2 separate regions of the Pan troglodytes genome follow, and region 1 is linked to region 2. The links are chromatin contacts, called in public HiChIP or PLAC-seq maps. All regions are on one chromosome and are shown on one strand. Each heading gives the region's core, a stretch centred on a gene start, on an enhancer-like site or on the middle of the called end of the contact. The rest is flanking DNA. Distances are from core to core; before and after follow the strand shown. Region 1 holds the start of PSMB2 (proteasome 20S subunit beta 2). Region 2 holds the start of C1H1orf216 (chromosome 1 C1orf216 homolog).

Region 1 (5,393 bases), core at 59-2,558, 78 kb before region 2:
ATCTCTCTATACTAAATTACTCAATACATAATTTTAAGAAGATTTTGGTTGTTTTTCTGCAGAATCTAAGTTTGTTTTCCTTAACTGATCAAAGACGTGCTACTGTTGAAAAAGTATTAAGCTTTGGTTCAGATGACTTAATGTTCATTTGACAAATATGTTTGGGCACCTACGTACACTTAGTATTATTAAGTACCTGCCTAGTGCTAAGGATTTGCACATAGCTCATTTACTCAATCCTCCCGACAAGTTTGTGAGTTTGGTATTGCTAATCTTAAAGATGAGGAAATCTGGGCACTGCGAAATAACTTATACAAACTCATAAAGCAAATAAATGACAGGGCTCCAATCTCTTAACTCCATTAACTACTTAAATATAAGGAAAACCTGGCAGCCATTGCTCTGGAAAACTGGAAAAGAAGAATCGGGAGCCACGGGAAGAAGGAAAATGCCAAGCTTCTGGTCCCACAGTCTCACTCTCCCCAGGATCCCACCTTATGCCGCCAACAAACTAACCTCATTACTAGCGACACCAGGAAACTTATCAGAGATTCGGGGATCTAGAGAGCCAGGCTCTGGGCAGGCGCTTAAACATTTATAAACTGATTCCCTTTAGGCAACTCTCACCAAGCAAGAAGCATTTAGCGAAGGCCAGAGCAGAGCACTGACCCAGGAGCCCTGGAGGAGCAAATGCCAAGGTCCCAGACCTGTCTGCCTGTTTCGCCTGTAATCCCAGCACTTTGGAAGGCCGAGACGGGCGGATCTCCTGAGGTCGGGAGTTCGAGACCAGCCTGACCAATATGGAGAAATCCACATCTCTACTAATAATACAAAAATTAGCCAGGCGTGGTGGCGCATATCTGTTCCCAGCTACTCGGGAGGCTGAGGCACGAGAATCGCTTGAACCCGGGAGACAGAGACTGTGCTAAGCCGAGATCGCGCCATTGCACTCCGGCCTGGACAACAAGAGCGAAACCCCATCTCGAAAAAAAAAAATAAGTAAATAAAATAAGTACGGGCAGGGCAGGCCGGCTTCCATCTCTCAGATCCTCCCTGGTACTTATTCAACCCCCGACAAACTCCTTCTGGCCGCTCCTACACCCCAGGCCTGGCCGGGCCTCCCCTGCTTCCTCTCACCGTCCTTCATCTGGACAATATTGCTGGCGGCCACCCGGTCGGAGGCGACAAGAACATAGTCGGGGCCTTGGATACCAATGAGGTACTCCATGGTGGCGGAAGGCCAGGGGCTGCAGGTCCGACACAGCGCGAGACTCGCCCGCTTCCAGGTCTCACCGGTGAGACAGCACCTCAGAGCGAAGATTGGCTCGACGCCTGCAGCACAACTTCCACGGCGCTCTCGGATGACGTACAACTGTCGCGAGAGGTTGCAAAGCGGGCGCGGCAACGGGTGCTTTATGTTCAGTGCTTGTCTCTGGGATCGTACCGGTCTCCTCCGGAGCAGGCTGTGCAGGTCTTGCCTTATGTGACGCCCAGTTTCTCTGTCTACACACTAAGATTTTAAAAGTCGCTTTAGGATAAAATCACGCAGTGTATGTAAGGTGCCGAGCACGTGTGGGTGTCAAAAAGGGGTAGGTCGCCAGGCAGCCGTTTCCCTACGTTGCTCGGTAAAATCTCCCCAGAAACCCCTTTCCTGCAAGCCAGATTGGAGAAAAATTAACTTGAGGGGAGCCTTACTTCCATCCTTCACAAAAATAGTATATGGTTGGATTAAAGATATAAGCATGGCCGGGCGCAGTGGCTCACGCCTGTAATCCCAGCACTTTGGGAGGCCAAGGCGGGCGGATCACCTGAGCTTGGGAGTTCGAGACCAGCCTGACCAACATGGAGAAACCCCGTCTCTACTAAAAATACAAAATTAGCGGGCGTGGTGGCGCATGCCTGTAGTCCCAGCTACTCTGGAGGCTGAGACAGAGAATCGCTTGATCCCTGGAGGCGGAGGTTGCGGTGAGCCGAGATCGCGCCATTGCACTCCAGCCTGGGCAATAAAAGCGAAACTCCGCCTCAAAAAAAAAAAAAAAAAAAAAAAAAGAGAGAGAGAGAGATACAAACATGGAAGAAAGAGTAGAAAAATATTTCTGTAATTTTTGGAAGAGATGTGTTTCGAAGCTTGACAGGGAACCCAGAAGCAATATGAGAAAAGACTTGACAGATTTGACTACATAAAATTACAAGTCTCTATGTGGTGAAAGTCATTATCATGCTCAACAGTAAATGTAAATTGGGAATGTTTCAATTGTAGAAATAGTTACTATTTTGGACCTTATAGACAGAAGAAAGGAAAAAGTTAATATCTATAACTTAAAAGATATTCCTACAAACCAATGGGAGGGGGGCCGGGTGAGACAATATCATTTTTAAAAGACCCGGCAGGGCACGGGGGCGGATCAAGAGGTCGGGAGTTCGAGAACAGCCTGGCCAATATGGTGAAACCCTGTCCCTACTAAAAATACAAAAAATTAGCTGGGTGTGGTGGCAGGCGCCTATACTACTCTGGAGGCTGAAGCAGGAGAATTGCTTGAACCTAGGAGGCGGAGATTGCAGTGAGCCGAGATAGCGCCCCTGCACTCCAGCCTGTGCAACAGAGAGACTCCATCTCAAAAATAAAAATAAAAATAAAAAAAGACCAAAGACTAAGAAAAACAATGCACAAAAGAAGCAACACGAATGGCCAATAAACATGAAAAGATCCTCAACCTTGATGGTAATTAGGAAAATGGGAAATAAGAAACAATGAGAAAGTATAAATTGGGGGTAAGGTTCTAAGTTGTACAACCTTTTTATAGAGAAAAATTTTAATATCTGTTAAATATGAATAACCTTTTGAATATGTCCAAAAGAAATGTTTGTACACACAGTCCAAATATTTATGTACAGAGATACTCAGTGTTGCCAGGCGCAGTGGCTCACGCCAGTAATCCTAGCACTTTGGGAGGCCAAGACGAGCGGATCACGAGTTCAGGAGTTCGAGACCAGCCTGGCCAACATGGTGAAACCCCGTCTCTACTAAAAATACCAAAATTAGCTGGGCATGGTGGTGCGGCACCTGTAATCCCAGCTACTGGGGAGGCTGAGGCAAGAGAATCGCTTGAACCCAGGAGGCAGAGGTTGCAGTGAGCCAAGATCACACCATTACACTCCAGCCTGGGCAACAGAGCAAGACTGTCTCAAAAAAAAAAAAAAAAAGAGAGAGATATTTAGTGTTGCAGCACTACAACACAAAAGAGGACCAATTTACGTGTCTAAAAGTGGAGACATTGTTGGGCCGGGTGTGGTGGCTCATGCCTGTAATCCCATCACTTTGGGAGGCCAAGGTAGGTGGATCACGTGAGGTGAGGAGTTCGAGACCAGCCTGACCAACATGGTGAAACCCGGTCTCTACTAAATACAAAAAATTAGCCGGGCAAGGGGGCAGGCATCTGTAATCCCAGCCACTCAAGAGGCTGAGGCAGGAGAATCGCTTGAACCTGGGAGGCGGAGGTTACAGTGAGCTGAGATCGTGCCACTGCACTCCAGTCTGGGCAACAAGGGCAAAACTCTGTCTCAAAAAAAAAAAAAATGTAGTACAGTCACAGTGGAATATTGTGCACCCATAAAAAGAATGAGATGAAAATAAATATACCTATATATTCCATGGCCCAAGATACATTAAGTGAAAGTAAAAATCCTTTTTTATATGTAGCCTGATGCCATTTTGTTTAACTATGAATATTTGAATATGAATGGAAATACCTGTAAATACCTATTTACAGGTATTCTAGTGTCAAATTATTTGCAGTTATTACCCTGGTGAGTGTAATTTGAAGGGAGAACTTTCACTTTTTATTTTATACACATGGGTATTGTTTGAATGTTTTACAGTGCTCATGTACTATTTGTATTTTTTCTAATAGAAAAAAAAACAGCCATCCCTTTATATCTTGAAGCAATTCTGAAAAAAAGGTGAAATATTTCTTGATTGGGTTTCTGACATCCACAACTGAGTCTTCATACTAGCTTATTGAGAAATGGGAAACGAGTTGCAGTTGTATCTCCAAACACAACTATGCAATTCGTTTGTCTCTGCAGAAATTGTAATACTTACTTTATTCTGAATGTTTCTTCCAGCTCCCTGCTCATAAAGGAACACAGAGCCTGAGGAGTTTGAGGCAGCCTATCAATCATGGGATGGATGCCAGGGGCAAGTGAGGTCATTAAGTCAACCATCCACTATGAACACAGCTGCATCCATCACTCTAGAAAGATTGTTTTCTTAAATACCACTTGGAGGGGGTAGGTCTCTCTCTCTCTCTCTCATTCTCATTGTGTGTGTTTGTGTGTTTTTTTAATTGCAAAAAGTACATAGTTATACTATATATACACACATACACAAACAATATAGAAGAAACAAAGAGTTAAATACCTTTCCTTCCGCCAAAGGTAACCACCCACTGAATGTCTGTATCCTTCCAGACTTTTCCTTTGTACATACCAATATTCATTCATTCACAAACGCTGCAGATTTCTGAATTGGAAGATCCACAGTATTTTTATTATTTTTTTAAGGACTATCTTTTAAGCTGATTCATCCTTCTTTCTTTCCAGGCTTATTTATTTATTTATTTATTTTGAGACAAAATCCTGGGTTCAAGTGATCCTCCTGCCTCAGCCTCCCAAGTAGCTGCACTACAGTCACATGACACCACACCCAGCTCTCCCTAGGACTTTTTGAAATCTGCTTTAGCTAAGTAGCACTAGAGCTGCCCTCACTTCTTGTTAGTATAGAAGAAAGTAGGTTTTCAAGACCTACCTTGTGCTGTGTCACTCTCCTCCAACTAAAGTCTTAGAATAACTGAGTCTTAGAATTAGAAGTCTGTGGAGGTTCACAGAAGTAGCATAATGTAGCCAAAATATTTACAGATAGTAAATATTTTTGGCTTTGCAGGTCATACTTTCTCTGTAACAACTACTAACAACTAACAACTGCCATTACAGTGAGAAAGCAGTCATAGACAATATATAAACAAGAGAGCATGGCTGTTTTCCAATAAAACTTTGCTTAAAAAACAGGTAGGGGAAGGGGGAAGGTGGGCTTGGCTCATGGACTATAGTCTGCCTCCCTGATATAGTGGAAGGCCTGTAAGTCAACACCCAAGTGTGGTCCCAGCTTTACCTTTTTCAGCCTTGTTGCAAAATTCGTTTAGCCTCCCTGAGCCTCAATTTTCTTATTTATAAAAGAGGCATTCAGAAGAGAGGTTTGCTTTGTGTTTCCCTTGAGATGGGACAAAGACGCAGGTCTGTTTGGTTCCATGAGTATAAGGAACCATATTCTGCGAGAGTTTGGCAGAACCGTGATGAAGAATGACTGCAATATTGGGGAACATGGCCATAATGTG
Region 2 (5,369 bases), core at 119-2,618:
ATCCTGAGGCCCTGGAGGGAGGGCATACCACACCACTCTTCTCTCCTCCATAACCTGCTTCTAACCAAAATTAGGGTTTGAACTGACAAAGGGATTCTACTGACCAAACAGCACTGGGATTAGAACAATTGAAGAGCATGAAGAGGAAGGATATTGTAAGTGGAGCCGGCACTGGAAGGCGCTCCATACGTGGCATGGACCCTCCCCACCCCCAGCAATGGGCAGAAGTCCTGGGGAGAAGGGTGTAAGAACAGTTCCTTTCTAATCGCCCTCTAAGCAAGGCTTGTGGGAAGGTGCCTAGAGATCTCCCCTCGCCCCAATTTTTTATTTTTCCTATACTTGGATGGGGCCGTGAAGAAGCTGGGATGGGGTGGGGGTGGCGCTAGGGATCACAGGGTTCTCAGAGATAGTAAAATGGGAACCCCGACACGCCAAGACTAGGTCTCCGCCCAAACAGGAGGCAGCCTCCTTTTCTGGCCTTGCGGGAGTGAGAGACCACCCCAGGAGACAGAGACCATCCTTCCCTAGTCTCCTCGAAGGAGGCCGCTGTGACTCCCCGCTTCCCGCGGCTGGGCCCCAAGCCCCCCCGCCCCCGCCTCGGACTCACGGCGTAGAGGCGCCCGCTCCGGCGCGTCTGGCTCTGGCTCCGCCCGGCCCTGGTGGTGTCTAGTCCCTGGGCTGGGGGTTCCTCGGCCTGGGCGTCTCCGCGGTCCAGGCGTGGGTGCGGGGATCCCGGGCAGCGCGCCCAGCCCCAGGCCCGGACTGCGGAGTCAGGCGGCGTCTGCGCAGCTGGGCGGAGCTGCCGGTCCCACGTGGGCCGGTTCGGTTTTCCGCGGAGCCGCGCGCCAGGCCCCTGCGCCGGAACCGCTTCGCCCCCGCGCGGGGCCGCATTGACCCAGGCCTTCCAGGTCCGGTGCTCTCTCCTATTGGCATTCGCTGGGCCCTTCCCATCAGTTAGCCTCGCTGCAGACACCGTGCCATTTTCAAGTGAAATCTGATTAGTCACCACCTTCCGGCGTTAAACTCCTCAATGGCTTCCCCACCGCCGGGACAAACCCTAAGGCGGCAGCCGCGGGGCTCTGTGCGTCCTGCCCTTCGTCTGCCTCTCCGGCTTCGTCCTCTACCCTCCCTCTCCGCAGTTACCCTCCCGCACGCCCCTTTCCGCCACGCGGCTTTGGCACGCACTGTTCCCTCGGTCTAGCATTCTCTTCCCCCTCTCGACTTACTCCTATTTCAGATCTCTTCTCGGAGAGATCTCTGACTCCCTAGATCACATTCGTTCCCCCCTTTATGTCAGAGCACATTCCTTTTCTTCATAGCATTTATCACAATTTGGAATTATATATTCCTTTTTGTGCTTACTTGACTAAAGTCACTGAGGCCGGGTGCGGTGGCTCACGCCTGTAACCCCAGCACTTTGGGAGGCCGAGGCGGGCGGATAACCTGAGGTCAGGAGTTCGAGACCAGCCTGGCCAACATGGTGAAACCCCACCTTTACTAAAAATACAAAAATTAGCCGGGCTTGGTGTCAGGCGCCTGTAATCCCAGCTACTTGGGAGGCTGAGGCAGGAGAATCGCTTGAACCTGGGAGGTGGAGGTTGCAGTGAGCCAAGACTGCACCACTGCACTCCAGTCTGGGCAACAGAGTGGGACTCCATCTCAAAAAAAAAAAAAAAGAGAGAGAGAGAGAGAGAAAGAAGATCCAAGCCTGGGACAGGGCTCAGGGCTGATGTCCTGTACCCAGGACGGGGGCTCTCTGCAGGACACAGAGCCCACCCATGATGCCGTGAAGTGGGTACCAGTGCTTTTGCCCAGGTGAGGAGGAACAGCGTGATAAAAAAGGGTCTTGGGTTCCAAACTCCAGTGGATTCTTCTCAGAGCTCCACTCTACTGAAGCTTGATCCCCCTCACTCTTTTGCATCCTGGGGAAATGTGAAGTTGGGGGCCCTGTTTGGAATAAAAGAGAACAGAGTTCAGTAATTGCTGACCCTAATATATGAGGTGCCCTCTTCCAGTTTCAATTTGATTCCAAGTCACCATTCTGCAACCTAGAGACTAATTGGCAAATTAAATCACACCAAGAAATCCTATATGCAAAAAGAGAAAACGGAAAAGAAATTTTTATGATTATGATGACTATTTTAAGAGGGAAAAGGAAATAAGGAGAAGGCAGAAGTAATTCAAACTTTGCACACTCCTCCAGCTAAGAAAATACAGGTGGAGACGTCAGCCCCATTTCTACATCAGATCCTGTGGCCTAAGTCTTCTCCCTTCCCTTATCCACTTCAGGTTCCCCTGGCCTTCAGCCTGGGGTGACCCAAATCCTCACTTTTTTTTTTTTTGAGATGGAGTCTCGCTCTGTCGCCTAGGCTGGAGTGCAGTGGCGCAATCTCGGCTCACCGCAACCTCCACCTCTCGGGTTCAAGAGATTCTCCTGCCTCAGCCTCCTGAGTAGCTGGGATTACAGGTGCATGCATCACGTCAGCTAATTTTTGTATTTTTAGTAAAGATGGGGTTTCACCATGTTGGTCAGGTTGGTCTTGATCTCCTGACCTTGTGATCCACCCACCTCGGCCTCCCAAAGTGCTGGGATTACAGGCGTGAGCCACCATGCCTGGCCCAAATCCTCACTCCTAAAGGCTCTCAGCTTTGGTGATCTAGGGTTATGCAGTTCTGCCCAGACCACAGAGCCATAAAGTCATCAATTGTTTGTTCTGCCCAGAATAGCCCTTCTCCGCCTCTCTTTGGACTCTGTCTCTCCCAGCTTGACCATGTGGGTCAAATGAAAGCCTGAAGAATCCAAGGATAGGAGTTCCACTCCAGGTGAGCCAGTCAGAGTCCTTCTCTGGGATCTTCTGAAACGAAATTAAAGGAAGACGAGGCAGGGAAGAAACAGAGATGAGAGACAGAAGTTCTGATAATGTTGCAGACCCTGTTTCCTGCATCTAAACTTATAGTTTTGTATGCCTTATTTTGCCAAGCCTAACTTGAGTGGAATTTCTTTCACCGACAATCGAAAGAATGCTGATTAATACAATAGCACAAGGTGGTGACCCCAGGGTCTCTGGGTTCCACTCACGCATCTCTCAACACTTATTAAGTAACAGTAACTCCCTTTCTCCTTGATAGCCATGATCAGTCCAGTCTACACTGAGACCACCCCCTTCTCCTATTCCTCTAGTGCTACCAGGAGCCGAAATCCCAGGGAATCATCTTTGTGTTTCTTGGTTAGAAACATTCCTCCCATGATGCTATCACCATGTTTTTTTTTTTTTTTTTCCCAAGACAGAGTTTCACTCTGTCACCCAGGCTGGAGTGCAGTGGCGCGATCTCAGCTCACTGCAACCTCCGCCTCCCAGGTTCAAGTCATTCTCCTGCCTCAGCCTCCCGAGTAGCTGGGGTTACAGGCGCGTGCCACCACACCCGGCTAATTTTTGTATTTTTAGTAAAGACAGGGTTTCACCATGTTGGTCAGGCTGATTTCAAATTCCTGACCTCAAATGATCCGCCCGCCTTGACCTCCCAAAGTGCTGGGATTACAGGTGTGAGCCACTGTGCCTGGCTGATGCTATCACCTTCTGACGTGCAATACCCAGAATCTCAGAGACAGGAAGAAAACTCTTAGTCCTTAGGTAAATCATATAAGGTGCCACAACCACCGCTACCTCTTCTTCTTATGCATTCTGGCCACAAAGGACAAAGCATTATATACATTGATTTAAAGCCTATATTGGGCCTGGTGTGGTGGCTCACACCTGTAATCCCAGCACTTTGGGAGGCCGAGGCAGGCGGATCACTTGAGGCTGGGAATTCGAGACAAGCTTGGCCAACATGATGAAACCCCGTTTCTACTAAAAATACAAAAATTAGCCAGGCATGGTGGTGCGCGTCTGTAATCCCAGCTATTCAGGAGGCTGAAGCAGGAGAATCGCTTGAACCCAAGAGGCAGAGATTGCAGTGAGCCAAGATCGCGCCACTGCACTCCAGCCTGGGCGATAGAGTAAGACCCTGTCTCAAAAAAATAAAAATAAAAATAAAATAAATAAAGCCTATATCGTGCTCTACAGGGCAGCACCCCAGCCTGGATAGCTGAGTCATCAATTCCATTGTTCTAAAAAGCTAGTTATTCCTTTTTTTTTTTTTTTTTTTTTTGAGATGGAGTCTCTCTCTGTCACCCAGGCTAGAGTGCAGTGGCATAGTCTTGGCTCACTACAACCTCCACCTCCTGGGTTCAAGCAATTCTCCTGCCTCAGCCTCCTGAGTAGCTGGGACTACAGGCGCCTGCCACCTGGTGAATGTTTGTATCTTTAGTAGAGGCAGGGTTTCACCATGTTGACCAGGCTGGTCTCAAACTCCTGACATCAGGTGATCTGCCCACCTTGGCCTCCCAAAGTGCTAGGATTACAGGCGTGAGCCACCACACCTGGCCTAAAGCTAGTTATTCCTAAATAATACAATACCTGCTAAGTCAAGTGAATTCATTTGAAGGAAATCAGATTGTAGCCTCTTTCTTTTTTTTTTCCCTGAGACGGAGTCTTACTCTGTTGCCCAGGCTGGAGTACAGTGGTGCAATCTCCATTCATTGCAACGTCCGCCTCCCAGGATCAAGTGATTCTCATGCCTCAGCCTCCCGAGTAGCTGAGACTACAGGCGTGTGCCACTGCACCCGGCTAATTTTTGTATTTCTAATAGAGACAGGGTTTCACTATGTTGGCCAGGCTGGTCTCAAATTCCTGGCCTCAAGTGATCTGCCCACCTCGGCCTCCCAAAGTGTTGGGATTACAGGCGTGAGCCACCATACCCAGCCTGTAGCCAGTTTTGTTAATCAAGGGCAGTGTTGTATGGAATACTCTAGCACTGTATAATTAATACAGTCAGTGCTCACACAGCAGTCCTGGTCACTCCATAATTTTCAGAGCTCAAAGCCTGAAGAAAAAAAAGTTCCAAATGCAGGGATGTCCATGTCCACAGGAAGACAAAAAAGCAGCTATAGAGATGCCTGTTATTCATTTGCCAGAGGCTTTTCCAGTGAGGACACCAGAGAATAATTCACCCCCAAGTGAAAGGGTATCTGTGGCTGGGTTCACCTACCCACATATATGCCAGGAACTTAAGTGGCAAGGACACAGAAACCTCCAGAGATGGCCAGTATCAGCCTGAACAGGGCTTTACAAAAGGCCATGCCATCAAGACCCAATGATGGACAGCGGGTAAGCCTCTTGGCAAACAGATGTCAGAGCCAAGAGAGGCTAGCAGTGAGTAGCCAGATCCAGGTCCCAGGGCCTGGGGTGTCAGGCAAGGAGACCAGAGAAGATGAGAGGAATTTCTCATCCAGGAAATAGGACAGGCCTAAGGGTTATTCATAGGTG

What was found. HiChIP or PLAC-seq counts read pairs in DNA pulled down with a chosen protein or histone mark.
Region 1: an H3K4me3 HiChIP or PLAC-seq map of stem cell-derived excitatory neurons shows a contact between it and region 2, with 4 times the contacts expected there. The contact joins the promoter of PSMB2 here to the promoter of C1H1orf216 in region 2.

The regions. Positions count from the first base shown.
Region 1 is chr1:195,343,747-195,349,139 of NHGRI_mPanTro3-v2.0_pri, reverse strand. It overlaps PSMB2 (proteasome 20S subunit beta 2), which reads right to left and starts at 1,308. Exons shown (of 6, transcript NM_001246389.1): 1 at 1,138-1,308. The coding sequence starts at 1,228.
Region 2 is chr1:195,266,060-195,271,428 of NHGRI_mPanTro3-v2.0_pri, reverse strand. C1H1orf216 (chromosome 1 C1orf216 homolog) reads right to left here and starts at 1,368. Exons shown (of 2, transcript XM_513309.7): 1 at 608-1,368. CLSPN (claspin) reads right to left here. Exons shown (of 26, transcript XM_016959054.4): 26 at 1,308-1,947. The coding sequence ends at 1,888.